Linked DNA regions of Cricetulus griseus: region 2 is linked to region 1. The links are chromatin contacts, called in public Hi-C maps. All regions are on one chromosome and are shown on one strand. Each heading gives the region's core, a stretch centred on a gene start, on an enhancer-like site or on the middle of the called end of the contact. The rest is flanking DNA. Distances are from core to core; before and after follow the strand shown.

The links. A called contact is a pair of places that touch in the nucleus more often than the background predicts.
Region 2: a Hi-C map of fibroblasts shows a contact between it and region 1, with 3 times the contacts expected there. The contact joins the promoter of Rusc2 here to the enhancer-like site in region 1. A contact is called at or near these places in 6 of 8 Hi-C or Micro-C datasets (the CHK-Q cell line, the CHL-YN cell line, the CHO-K1 cell line and 2 more).

Annotation. Positions count from the first base shown.
Region 1 is chr2:100,101,463-100,108,519 of CriGri-PICRH-1.0, forward strand. Rusc2 (iporin) reads right to left here. Exons shown (of 12, transcript XM_027403246.2): 2 at 4,688-6,796. The coding sequence starts at 6,728. Among named protein-coding and RNA genes, the nearest start is that of Fam166b, 13 kb to the left of the region's middle. Within about 2 kb of position 3,674, at least 2 of the 6 cell types and tissues checked have open chromatin away from gene starts, as enhancers often do. A contact at or near this core is called in the CHO-K1 cell line and fibroblasts, where this site is marked.
Region 2 is chr2:100,133,853-100,140,909 of CriGri-PICRH-1.0, forward strand. It overlaps Rusc2 (iporin), which reads right to left and starts at 4,514. Exons shown (of 12, transcript XM_027403246.2): 1 at 4,381-4,514.

The DNA.
Region 1 (7,057 bases), core at 2,424-4,923:
ATCAGCTTTGCCTGTTTTTCCTGGTGCCTCCATTTCTGTCAAAGGTAGAATCACTTGCAGACTTTGAGAGGCTCAGTATTAAGATGTTGCTGACTTCAAGCTCTCCTTCACACATCACCCTGTCTCCACTCACACACAGTTTGCTCACACACTCTGTTTTTGAGCAAACACAGCAGCAAGGTAAACTTATTTACCTGCAACTGAACCAGCCTTCCTCTCACCACTACGTACCCACATTCCTGTTTTTCCATGATCCCCTAAGAACTTCAGTCTCCTTGTCTACTGTTTCTGCACAGGAATGTGTTTCCCAGCTCTGGGGGCCTTTTCCAGCCAGTTCTCAGATCTCAGAACTAACCTGACCTCCAGGGCAAAGCAGGGTGCCACAGCTTTGTAAATGGACTGCTCTCCTAATGACTCTGCCCATGCTGCAGATATCTAAATGAACACAAGGTGGCGCCATAACACTTACAGGAACTAAAACCCTGGGCGTGGCTCTACAACTCTAAGAGGCAGAAGGAATTCACTTCTAACTTATTTTTGTTTTTTAAGACAGGCTTTCATGTAGTTCAGGATGATTTTGATCTTACTCTGTAGCCAAGATTGGCCTTGGATTCTTGATCCCCCCCCCAACCTCAACCTCCAAGTGTTGGCATTACAGGTATGAGCCACCCAGCCACAGGAAATTTTAAAATTAGAGACATTAAGTCATCGTCTCAGGTTAAGATCATTCAACTAGGAAATAGCAGAGCCAGAATTTTGTCCAAGCTGGAGTCAGGCTTTTGGGGCCAGTGTACTTCCACACCACACCACACCACACCACACCACACCACACCACACCACACCACACCATACCACACATGCACTGACGTCAGGCTGGGTTTGCCACACCATCTGTCTTATTTACATCAGTGAGCCACGAGGGATGGGTACACAGCCTCAGAGAAGCGTTTCAGAGTCATGCACGGAGGAGACTGTCAACCCTTGTGCTTAGAGGACACTCGGTCATTCTCTGTGTCACACCTCATTCAGTCCTTCATCTTACCACACTCGTGACCATCCTGCTGTCCCTGAGATCTCATCGCCACTCTTCCTGATCAGACTCTGGTCATACCCTGCTTCATTTCCTTTGTAAAGTGTTGGGAAGTACTTTTCTTAATGTGTTTGCTGCCTGTTACTTTTCACAGGAGTTCCAGCAAAGAAAGTAGGGGCCAAATCCTACTGGTTGCTGTCTCTAGGAAATGAACAGTTAAATGCATAAATCTCTACTTCTGATTCAGTCCAGTCTCCTCTATCTCAAATCACCTTATTATATAAACCCAGTTTATTGAAAAGTAAATTTATCTTATCTTCTGTGGTTGGTGCTCAAAGAATAAAGACGATGTTCTCAGGCGTATCTACCATAAATTAGGTCGTTCCCTCCTCAAATTCCCACAACTAGCCATTCTCACTGACTCTCCCAGTGTCTGCTGGAGTAGCCGAGGGCTGCGTGGAGCCCATTCCCAACCTCTTCCTCTAGCCCCACTATGAGCACACGTTTTCCCCATTAGGCATGTCTTCCTTCCACTTAATCACACTGCAGGGCAGAACTGGGTCTTCTCAGCCATAGCTTTATTACAACTACAGCTTTATCAGCACCTATATAAAGTATATCTGGATTATCTATTTAGTCCTGCTCTTTAAGAAAATATGTCCTCTGCTGCATGTGCCTATCATCCCCAGGACTTGGGGGCCAGAGGCAGGGCAAGCTCAAATTTGAAGCTAGCCTGGGCTACATGGGGGAGATCCTGCTTCCAAAAACAAAGTCCTCCCTGCTATTCCCAATATATTGCTTGCATGAGGTAGAAGAATAAGATTAATTTAGAAGGGAGACCACCTTGAGGAATGGGTGTTAATTAGTTCTACCAACCCCCTCCCCCACCAGGAACACCCAAAACAAGCTTTCTCACTTTCCTATGAGAAGGTTGTTAAGAAATTTAAAGGCAGAGATCACATAACATGTTGTGTGTCTGGGTGAAGTAGACCTAGTTCCGTAGTTCCTTCTTAAAAGGTAGCATCCAGAGTTCCATGGGAAACCAGTGAGTGCTCTCTGTTTCAGCAGAGGGGCTGGAACTGTCTGGGATCTACTAGCACACCCGTCATTTACCATTGTGCCATTTACCTCTTGAAGTCGCTGACTAACCAGACTGCAATCAGTTACATGCTCAAAATCAACTCAAGGAGACTTTACAAATCAAATCCCACTTTGGCCTCTGCTTTTTTAGTTTTGTTCTATCAGGATTTGATGAGACCCTTTTACTAAATGTGGACCCTGTGGCTCTGGTTCTCTCTTGGGAGGCATTTCAGCTTCTTCCTGTCATTCTCAAACTGGTTTTTCCTGGGCCATCCACAATTCAATGAACTGTCTACTCATTTTACTGACTTTCAAAAGGGTGTGTACAATCAAGAGACAAGACCTGTGCTATTTCACTGGAGACTTATGGAATAGCGTACTACCTTGATATAAAAGTCCACCGCTTGCCTTGTGATGCAGGAAGGCCTGGTCAGTCCTGAAGACTGAATAAATAGAGAGGTTCATTTCTATGACCCCAGCAGGAGGCAGAGGCACGAGGATCAAAAATTCAAGGTTGTCTTTGGCAATGCAGTTTGAGACCCACCTGGGATGCACAAGACCCTGCCTCAAAATAGTTATAAAAAATATTTCAAACCTTACATTTGCCTGTGTATATGGGAGGAGACATGTGGACAACTTTTACCTTCCACCATGTGAACTTCATGATCAAACAACCTGTTGGCAAATGCCTTTCCCAGCTGAACCATCTCACTGATCTAATAAAAATACTTAAATTAAAAGCATTAAAAATTCTTTAAATTTTTTAGTACAGCAAAAACACCTTAATGCCCCCTCTATGTTTCTCTTTCTCCCCCTCTCTCTTTCCTTTTCCATGTTTCTTGTTTATGTACTGTGTATGTATGTGTAAACATTTGCATGTGCATGAGTACATGTGGAGGCCCCAAGTTGATCCTGGGAATCATCCTTGATCACTCATCTACCTTATTCATTGAGGCAGGATGACTCAATCAAACCCAGAGTTAATGGATATGGCCAGTCTTGATAGTTAGCATGTTCTGGGTATCTCTGCCATCAGAGATTGGAATTACAGATGCACCTACCGGGCATCTGTGGCATCTGCAGGTTTTGAGGGTGCATACTGTGATACCTGGCAAGTGCTTTAATCACTAAGTCACCTCTCTAGACCCGCTTTAAACCTTTTGAGACAATATAGCCTTGGCTGGATTGGACCTCACTATGTAGAACAAGCTGGCACAAGACCCACCAGTCTTTGCCACAGGAGTGCTGGGATTAAAGGTGTGTGTTAACAGGCCTGGCTAAAATGCCTATCATTGTATGCTTGTGTGCAAGTGTGGGAGGCAGATGACAACGTTGTGGAGTTGGTTCTTTCCTTTCATGGTTATCTAAGTTCCAGGGATTGAACTCAGGCTGCTGGGCCATTTCACTGGCCCAATCTTGAACTTCTGACTCTCCAGCCTTCACTTCCTAAATGCTAGGATTATGGGATGTGTCCCATCAAGCCCAGAGCAAGGGTTGCACTGCTCAGCCCTTAAATAACAAAGTGTTTACGTTGTAATTCCACACATTCTTCCCGGATGATCAGTTTTAACTGCTTCCCTCCCCTACCCCCAGGGTCTCACTGTGTTGCTCTGGCTGGGTTATCACTAAGTAAGGCTTACTTAGAACTCACAGAGATCCTCTATCACTCAATCCAGTAACTTTTTAATCTATGTGGAAGTCTCTCACTTCACATCTTCACCCAAACTACCAAGGATCCTTCTAAAGAAGCAAGTTAAAACGTGCCATTAAGCAAAAGGAAAACCAAACCAAACAATAACAGCAACACAGCCACTCTTCTGATGAAAATCCTTCTTCAGTGGCTCACCCCCATCCTAGCGGCTATGCTAAATTAGTCTACTGCAGTTCCTGGAAAGCATCAGATTCCAACTCTCGTGTGAGCCTACAATGTTCTTATAAGATAGTCTACAAACTCTAACCCTCACTTTTCTTCCAGGCTGAGCTTAAATGTGAGCTGTTCAGTCCTTCCCTGACTGGCAGGTCTAATTGTGCTATTCTTTTGGGGACTCAAACCCTACACTGACACCTTTGTATCTGAGTGACTGCTTTTTGTTTCTGTCCTTTGTTGGGATCCCTCGAGGACAGGACAGATTATCTCACTAGCACCACCCTGGTATAGCCCTTGGTGTAAAAAATTACTTGGAATGAAATAAATAATGAAGGACTTTAGGGAGCTGAAAGGTCAGGGCAAGGTTCAGTTCTGAGGTTTCTGTTTTGTTTTGTTTTGTTTTCTTAAAGAGGGGGGTGTCTCACTTTGTTGCCCATGCTAGCTGGCCTCAACCAGTTCTCCAGCCCCAGCCTCCAGAGGCACAAGCACTATAAATTCCTGCATGTCTACAAATGACCACACGTCTTGTCTCTCTCAGTAATTCTGCTCTGGTTTAAGGGCCTGTCCTTCCGGCTTTAGGGTTCCCTAGAACACCAGTGTCCAAATCCTAGTGACCTATCTATTTGGTACTCTCTCCTCCCTGTCCCCACCCTGTGGAAAGAGAGGTCCATGGAATGAATGCATAGCCCGGTATTCTCTGGGTTCCTTACCGTCAGCTCTAGCTCTTGCATCCCTCTGGGTATGGCTGTTGGCTGGGCTCCCTGGGAGAGCAGGTCCGGCATCTATCAGCTGGGCCAATGCGCCCTGCCCTGCAGCTCTGAGGCTAGGAAGTGGCATCTCGCTGGACTGGGAGCCCTGACAAAGTTGGGTGGACCAGGGTTCAAGGAGGTCCAAACTTGGCCCCAAGGGCATGGATGGCAGACTATGGCTACATCGAGTGCCCTCATCAAGTGGGCCTGCCCTATCTTGTTGGGCTTCTTGGATGGGTGAGAACTCCTGGGAAGAATCTCCAACGCTCACCCGAAGTGGTGGGGAGCCGGAGCCTGCTGCAGCTTTCTTCCGGCCTTTAGCCAACTCAGCGAAAGAGGTAACCCTCCTAGGTGGGGAAGCAGACCCAGCTAAGGCTGCAGGGCCCTCACTTAAGCGCACTGGGCAACTTAGCATGCGCTCCAGCGAGCCCAGGCGGACAGGGGGGCTGCGCTCCAGGCTTCGATCATAGCTTCTAGAGCGCTGCCGGCCGGTGCTTAGGTTGGGGGGTGAAGTATTTGTGTACACTTGCCCTTCAAGTACAGTGGGGCCCGCGACAGTTGCTGCTTCTGTTGAGAAACTCACTGCTTCTTGCTCCTCTGGCTGGGTGTCTGGCTTCTGGAAGAGGTAATATTCAGAGGGCTGACTGGGGTCTGGGTCTGGGTCTGGGTCTGAGCCAGGGCCTGGTGGAGGACTTATCTTGGTGTGTTCTTCAGAGCAACTGGTGATAGAAGAGCCGGCTGGGCTTGGGGAGGACTGCGATGACAGGTCACAGGTGACAAGTTTATAATAATTTTGTGTGGCCACAACAAGGCGGGCCTGGCTCTGGAAGCAGGCTGTGAGGTCAGCCACAGCTGGGCAGGGCTCACAGTGTGGGCGGTAGGAGTTGCAGTTGGCATCCAGCTCAGGAGACGAGGCATGAGGACAACCACAGCCCTCTTCCCTGTCCCCATTTTCAGGGTGGTGGGACTCACAAGACATTTTCGACTCCGCTGGGGAGGGCTGCAGGTCCAGGTAAAAGGCTCCGGGGTCTGAGTGGCTGCAGAAAGAAGAGTCACTGCAGGATTGAGGGACAGAGTTGAGGTTGGCGCGGGAGCTGCCATGCATCTTATTGTAGAGGGTGCTGAATGTGACTAGCACGCCATCTGAACTGTTGCAGGAGGAGTCGCTGACATAGCCCATGGACTGGTCGGCGGCCTCGGACTGACTGGACGTGCTACTGCAGTGGCAATGCTGAGCTCCCGAACCAGAGCGTCCAGGGTTTCTTGGGGATTCATCTGAACTGAGCTTCCACTCTTGGTCAAAGGAAAAGGCAGAGGGGTCGCTGGCTCCCCCTCCGCTGCCACTGCCGCCAGGTCCTCCACACCCATCTAGCTCCATGGCCTCAGAGTCCAGCTCTGGTCGGCAGCAGTGGCTAGTGCTGCCCTGCTGGGCACCCAAGCTTGTTGCTGGCTGCTGCTCCTGCCCCTCCACCACTCCAGGCCGACTGCGCGTTGCACCCCATGGCCTGCCCAGGCTAGGGCCAGATGGTGGTGGCTGGAAAGAAGACAGATGGAAGGTGGGCTGGCTGGTGCTATGCAGGTGGAAGGACTGCTGGATGGCACTGTCAACAGTGCTGTCATCATACAGGTCACCAAGTCCTGTCTCTCCCACACTTTCCTGCACCACGAAGGGATTGTGCCGTTTGGGAGCTCCAGGGCCTCTGCCATCCCGACTCCTACTCTTGCTGCTGCTGTCTGCAGACCGTGTAGATGCCCCCGGAGCAGAGGGCAGGCTGTTGCACAGCAGGGAGTCAGCTTGTCCCAGGTCCTGGTCAGAACGAGTGAGGCCCAGCTCGGGTGGGCAGAAGGGATTGGGTCTTGAGCCCCCACTACCTCCGCTTGCCCCACCACAGCACTGTCTGTCGGGGACCTGACAGTGCACTAAGGGGATATGGTGGACGATGAGGGTCTCTCCAGTCAGCTTAGGGGGGCTATCCATTCTGGAAAGTTCGAACAAGGGCATCAACAGCACCAAACACTGCCTTTGGAGCCCAGTGGGGCAGAACACATTTCATCAGGAGAGCTTGGCACCTGGAGAAAGGGAAAGAAAGGGAACCTAATGTCACCTCCCTGGAAATCAGGGATAGGCCCTTCCCCAAACTACTTTCAGATGGACAGGAGTCCAAGAGGAATAAACTCTGGGTCAAGATGGCGTTGACAGCACAGGGGTCTGACAGCACAGGTCCAACAACATAGGAGGTGCTGCCACACTTTCTGCCGCACACAGGTCCAGGTCCTGGGCTCTCTGTTCATTTTACCATCACTGTGTATCCAACTGCAACAAAGGGCCAG
Region 2 (7,057 bases), core at 3,264-5,763, 33 kb after region 1:
AAAAAAACGCCAGCTACCTGAGAAGTTGAGGCAAAAAGATCACTAGTTCAAGGCCTGCTTGAACATGCTAAATTCAAGGCCACTCCCAATAACTTAGACCCTGTCTTAATTTTGAAAAAAAAGGGCTTGTGCTGTAGCAATGGTAGAACATTTCACTAGCTTGTGTGAGGCTGTGGATTTGATCCCTGGCATTGTAAAACAGAATAGCGAAACAAACATAAACCTATAGTGACATTACTTTATACTTATGAGGACTGTCACTTAAAACCTATAGAATCGGGGTAGGTTGGAGGTGGGGGAGAAGGAATGGGGTGGGGGGAGGGAGAGGGAGAGGGAAAGTACATGTGAAAATATTAATAATTTAATAAAAAAAGAAAAAAAACAAAAAAAACCCTATAGAATCACGTTTTGGCAAAGATATGGAAAGAAAGACTCCTTGTGCACTGGTGGGAGTGAGAAATGGCACAGTATTTATGAGAAACTATGTTGGTTCTTATTTAAAAAAAAAAACACAAAAAACCTCATAAAACTATCATATAACCCAGAAACTCATTTCTTGATATAAATCACAAAAATTGAAAGAAGAAATTCAAACATATCACACACTCATATTTGATGGGGGAGGTCCTTCTGTGTGCTGTGAATATGATTCTCTTATTGGTTGTTTTAGCCAATGGACAGGCAGGAAGTATAGGCAGGGCTACCAAAATAGGAGAATTCTGGGAGGAATGCAGAGAGGAAGTCACAAGGGAGAGGTCTGGGCATTCTCTGGTAAGCCAAGACCAAGTGGAGATACACAGATTAATAGAAGTGGGTTAATAATCAAGAGAGAGAGAGAGCTAGCCAATAAGAAGCCCGACTCACCAAACAGTTTTTAATTAATATAAGCCTCTAGGTGTTTATTTGGGACAGTGAAACTAGTTGTCCCAACTAGCTGTGGAACTAGTTGGGACAAAATGTCCATCCACACAAATTCATTCCAGCATTATTCGGAACAGCTAAAAGGCGAAAGCAACTCAAGTGTCCATCAACAGACAAGACAAATGGAATATGGCATTTACATGTTCTCCCGTGCATGTGTGCTCGCACGCACACAAGCACACACAAGCACACACACATAAGTATATTTAGCTTTAAATATGAGGGAGACTTTAAGATAAGGTATAACATGGATAAAACTTGAAAACATTATGTTAGGTAAAAGAAACTATTTCAAACTATCATGAATCTACTTATATGGCATTTACAGCAGCCAAATTGAGAGGTAGAAGCGAGATGCTGACTCCAGGGTATGGAGGTGGGGGAAGCAGTCTTACTGGCACAGTCTCCATTTGGAAGATGAAAGGAGTTAGGGAGATGACTTGGTGATAAGAGCACTGGGTGCTCTTCCAGACCACCTGGGCTTGACTCTCAGCACCCACATGCTGGCTCACCACCCTCTGCAATTCCAGTCCCAGTGGGGTTAGACACCTTCTGCTGGCCTCCAAGGGCCCCCTGCATACAAACGGTGCACAGACATATGTGCAGGTGAAACACCCATAAACAAAAATAAACAAATGCATACATTTAAAAGATGAAAGTTCTAAAATGGATGGAGACGGTTGTACAATATGAACATCAAGTTTTATCACAGGGAAAAGGAGAGTAAACTTGGTACAAGGCAGAATGTGCTGTCAGTTAACGTTAGCTTAGTTGCCAGTGTAAGAATCCCACACCCACCATTCTACCCCAGCACCCGTGGCCGGTAGTCATAGCACAGTGTTGACTCCTGTCCACCCAAAAGGTGCTCCCATGCAAAACAAGACTCTCTGGACAGAAAGAACAATATTACAAATCACTGTTGGAGTGGGTACCTTCAGGGTAACCTAAACTCCCATCTGTCAGAGTGCTTCACAGAACCTGGCCTTACACGATCATGGACTGCTTGTGACCTCTTTGGTCAAGTGACTTTTAGCAAATGCACAGTCATTGTGTATGAGTAACAGGAAGACAGGAAGAAAAGGGTGAGTTATTGTCCTAAATTTGCAAGCAAGCCCTGAGAGGAAAACAGAACACATAAGCCTCCCCATGAACTATGGTTGCCAGATTTAGCAAGTAAAATTATAGGGCTCTGCTGTTTATCAGAAATTCAAATTTAACTGGGCAGCTAACTTATCTGATAATGCTCTGAAGTTTTGGGATTAAGGAAAAAAAATCAATAATCCAGGGTGTTCTGACTTAGGGTTACTGAGGTCTGTAAGGAGCCTATGCCAGAAAAAAGCAGAAAATTCTAAATTCATAAAAAACTGATTATGAAAAAGAAAAGTGAAAAAAATCATATTGCTTAGTTTGGCTCAGGAGCCCCTCCCCATGGTGGGCTTCTATGTCTAAAGTTTTACTTTACAAAGGCTTGTAGGAGGAGGAGGAGGAATCAAAGCTAGACACTTAGCACATGAAAAAACACCCTTTGCATATGGCTGAGGCAGGCTTGCCTTCTGAAAGTGATGATCAAGCTGCTTGTGGTGGCCTGCACCTTTAATTCCACCCCTCAGGAGGCAGATGTCTTTGAGTTCAAGGCCTGTCACGGCTACAAAGTAAGACCTTGTCTAAAGAAACCCAAAACAAGAAGTGTCCTTTGACTTCAGTATAAAAAAACAACAGAAAGCAGAAAGAACGTATAAACCCCCAAGGCCAGGCAGCAGGACGAGCTGCTAGGGATGGTGGTTAGGTGGCTTCATGGGAAGAAGCCACTTACTGCTTATGGTCTACAGAGCCCTTGAAGGAACTCCTATGCTAGCTATTTATTTATTTATTTATGATTTGTTTATTTCTGGGGATTGAAGCCATTGACTTGATGCCAGGCAAGCTCTCTGCTGGCAAGTTACATCCCCAGCACCCTCAGCCACTATTTTTTTTTTTTTTTGGGGGGGGGTTTCCGAGACAGGCTTTCTCTGTGGCTTTGGAAGCTGTCCTGGAACTAGCTCTTGTAGAGCAGGCTGGTCTTGAACTCACAGAGATCCGCCTGCCTCTGCCTCCCAAGTGCTGAGATTAAAGGCGGGAGCCACCAATGCCCTCAGCCACTATTTTTATTTTCTAATTACTTTGAGCTCGTGTTGAATAATGCTATCAGGCCCTTCTTCCTAGCTTATAAACGGCTACTGTTTTCCAGCGCTGTTTCATCATCCAGCAACACCGCCTAGTTTCCTTAAAGCCTGGGCCAAAAATAAGTCCCTGAACCCTGAACCTAACCAAGGTCCTTCACTTTTTCAACCCGCCTGAAGCACCAGTTCACCTGCTACAGAGTCAGATTTAAGGGCTGGGACTGGCTCTAGAGTTCTTCCCAGGGGGAGCAAGCTAGTCTCCAAGGAAGAGAAACTGTAACCCTGGCAAAGCTCTTTCAAGATTATCTGTGTAGCCTCTAAGGAACTAACCAATAAGATTCTCTGCAGTCCCAAGACCGCCTTAAAAACAAAAACAAAAATAACATAGACAGCAGGTACACAGACCTAATGCAAACGAATCTGGAGGAAGGAATGGAAAGGTGATACATTCTGTATATTCCTAGACTGAAAGACTGAACTAATCCCCTAAATGATACCCCTTTCTTCTTTATGTAACCGGACACACCTTTCCTGCCCCATAGTCCCTGCATTGGTCTCATTTATCCATTTATCTGACCATAGTGTATTTAATTCGTGCTACTATGTGCCAGGCACTGTGCTGGGGACTGGGGAAACAAAGATAAGCAGTGAATGGCCCTCTCAGTGTCCGAAGGGCCACCCTGGCGATCCACAGCTAATCTATGACAACTGGATCACTTTGTCCTTCACGGCAGGTGAGTGCAGTAACGGGGCAGCAGCGAACTAAAGGTTTCCCCCAGGTAAAATGGGGTGAGAATGAGAGAGGACTGAAGCTGGCTCTGGGCAAGGACCAATTTGGGGAATCAGGAGCCGGAGGGACGAAGGGCGCAGAGGACCCGCTGCGGTCACTGCCAGAGAAGACAGGCAGGCAGCTGTGCTCCCACCGGGAGGACACAGATGTGGTGGGTTCAGCGATGGCTGGCACGAGCCAGTCCGGGCGTCTCGGGGAAGGGGGACAGTTTGAGGAGACAGTTGGGGATGAGCTTGGGGTGGTGCTCAAAGGGGGCTGGCTGGTGCTGGGTTTCTGAGGGTTCCTTGGACCTCCGAACAGCAGGGTCTGCAGCAGAGCCGGGGACCAGAGGGTGCAGACGGGAGGCGCAAGGGCGGGGCGGGGCGGGACGGGCAGGCCGAGCGCCTGGCTGTGGGGCAGGGTGGGTGGGCAGGCCGAGGCTCCTTCCCGAGGGACCCCTCGCAATGTAGAGACAGTGGGAGTCCAGGGTCCCGCTAGCCCGGGGAGAGGCGCGCCTACCTCGCTGCTCACCTCAGCCGTGTCCTTCCGCGCGGGTGGCGTCGTCTCGCGCCTCCCGGCGCCTCCCGGGGTCGCGGGGCAGCCCACGCCGGCGCTCCGGTCCGCTCCCCTCGGCTCGGCGTTGGTAACGCCCGGCGCCCCCTGCAGGCGTGGTGCGGATGGTCCGCTCTGGGCAGCCCTCGTGCGGCCCCTCCGCGGAGCGCGTTGGTTCGGCCCGCCAAGCCCGTGAGCGCGCCCACCTCCCCGGCGGCGGCGCGCTGCGCCCGACGCCAGTCACGCGCACAGCCTCGCCCGGAGCCGGCGGCCGCGGGGCGGCGCCGCCCTGCGCTCGAGCTGGAGGAGCCGGGTGCGCAGACTGCGGGGCCTCGCGGGCGGGTGCGTGCGGCCCGCCTCCAGCATCGGCCTCACCCGCGAGCCTCGCTGTGCATTCCAGGAGAGCATCGTGAAGAAATGTAAAACAAACAAAACAAAACACAGACAGACAGACAGACAGACAGACAGAACGAACAAGGACAAAATGCGAAAGTCTGGCCTCCCTCGAGATCAGTGGATTCGGCCCCCGGGGTGTGGTGTGGGCGGGGGAGGGGATCTCGCACTCGGGCTTTGGGATTTTCAAAGTAGCCCATGCACAGCACAGCCAGGGGTGAAACCTGGGACGCTTACTCCTCCTGCCTCGAGGGCAGCTCGGGCTGGGCTGGCGAAGGACGCCGGTGCTTCCCTGCTGCTCGGGAAGCCCAGTAGGCAGCAGCCATTCTAGAAATGATGAGAGTCTGAGACCCTGCCCTTTAGGAAGCGCAGCTTGGTGGGCCAGCCAAGGAAGCAGATAAGTCACAGTGTGCTCAGAGTGCTAATGTATCCTAGCCACACAGTCACAGAAAGCCTGGGGACTGAGCTTTAAAGAATGAGAGGTAAAAGTTTGTCGGGCTTGGTGCCACATGCGTTTAATTTCATAGGGGCAGGCTGATCTCTGTGAGTTCTAGGCAAGCCTGGTCTATATAGTGGGTTCCAGGACAGACAAAGCTACAGACATAGTCTCAAAAAGCAAAGCAAAAGCAAGCAAGCAAGCAAGCACAAAAACTGTTGTAGAGGGAATCAGCATGTGTGGAAAGACAAAGGGGCCGAACAACTGATAGCACTGAGGGGTGAGAAGAGGTGGAGCCGGGGAAGAGATAGTTGGGCAGGCTTGAATGATGGAGACTTTATAATGACTCAGGGCTCACCTGTAAATGATGGAGAGACAATAAAAGTCTTTTTTTTTTATTTTTTTAAAGCAGGGTATCACTATGTAGCTCTGGCTGGCCTAGAACTTACTTTGTACAGCAGGCTGGCCCAAACTCAGAGATCTGCTGCCTCTGCCTTTCCAGTGCTGTTATTAAAAATGTACACCAACGGGCTGGAGAGATGGCCCGGCGGTTAACAGCACTGGCTGTTCTTCCTAAGGACCTGGGTTCAATTCCCAGCACCCACATAGTAACTCACAATTGTCTGTAAATCCAAGATCTGACACCCTCACATAGACATACATTCAGGCAAAACACCAATGGACATAAAGTAAAAAAAATTACCATATGCTGCCCCATTAAAGTACTTTATGTAGAGGCAGGCAAGATCAAGTAAGAATTTTGGAAGTCAAGTTTGCATGAGGGTGAATTGGAGAGAGTTGGTTGTCTTCCAGCAGGGGGAGCCACGAGAAGGCACCTAGTGCCCGCAGAAGCCAGCAAAGGGCATTAGATTAGAGATCCATTGGAAGTGGAGTTATAGGTGATTGTGAGCCACAATGTGGATGCTAGGAATTGAACCCAGGTCTTTCTTCATGCACGTGGTGCATAGACATACATGCAGACAAAACACCCACACACATAAAATTTAAAAATAATAAAAAAAAATAAGAGGTCATGTCGTTTCAGAAACTGAGTCCTCCATTTTAAAGTGACCAGCACGTGTCAGAAGAAAAACACAAAATACATAGTCTTCTGCATAAAGAATAAAGCAGATACTCAAAAACAGACAAGCACTGTTTCAGTCCAGTAGAAAGAGGGGCTTTCTGAGTTGGGTTTCATAAGACATCGTCTGAGGTAGACAGAGAATGCTGTCCTCAGGGGTGGATAGTCAGAACACACAGGCAGCTTCAGTTTACATGGGCTAGGTCCACACTGTTAACAGCCTCCCAGAAACCTGGAACAGTCAGTCACAGGACCAGCTCACTCTGTACCTTTTCCTTCACGACCTTATTTGCTACTGACATAAACCAATAAGTAAGGAACACTTCCCAAGCCCTGCAGTTCCAGCCTCAAATATTTTAAGATACTTACAAAGTGGTTTGGGGCTGTTCTTATGTGTCAACTTGACACAAACTAAAGTCTCTCAGAGGAAGGAGCCTCTGTTGAGGAAATGCCTCCATGAGATCCAGTTATAAGGCATTTTCTCGATTACTGGTCAATGGGGGAGGACCCAGCCTTGGGGGGTGGTGCCATCCCTGTGCTGACAGTCTTGGGTTCTATAGAAAGCAGCCTGAGCAAGCCATGAGGAGCAAGCCAGTAAGCAGCACCCTCCATGGCCTCTGTATCAGCTCCTGCCTCCAGGTTCCTGCCCTGTTTGAGTTCCTGTCCTGACTTCCTTCAGTGGTAACAGCAATGCTGAAGTATAAGCTGAATAAACCCTTTCCTCCACAAAGTGCTTCTTGGTCATG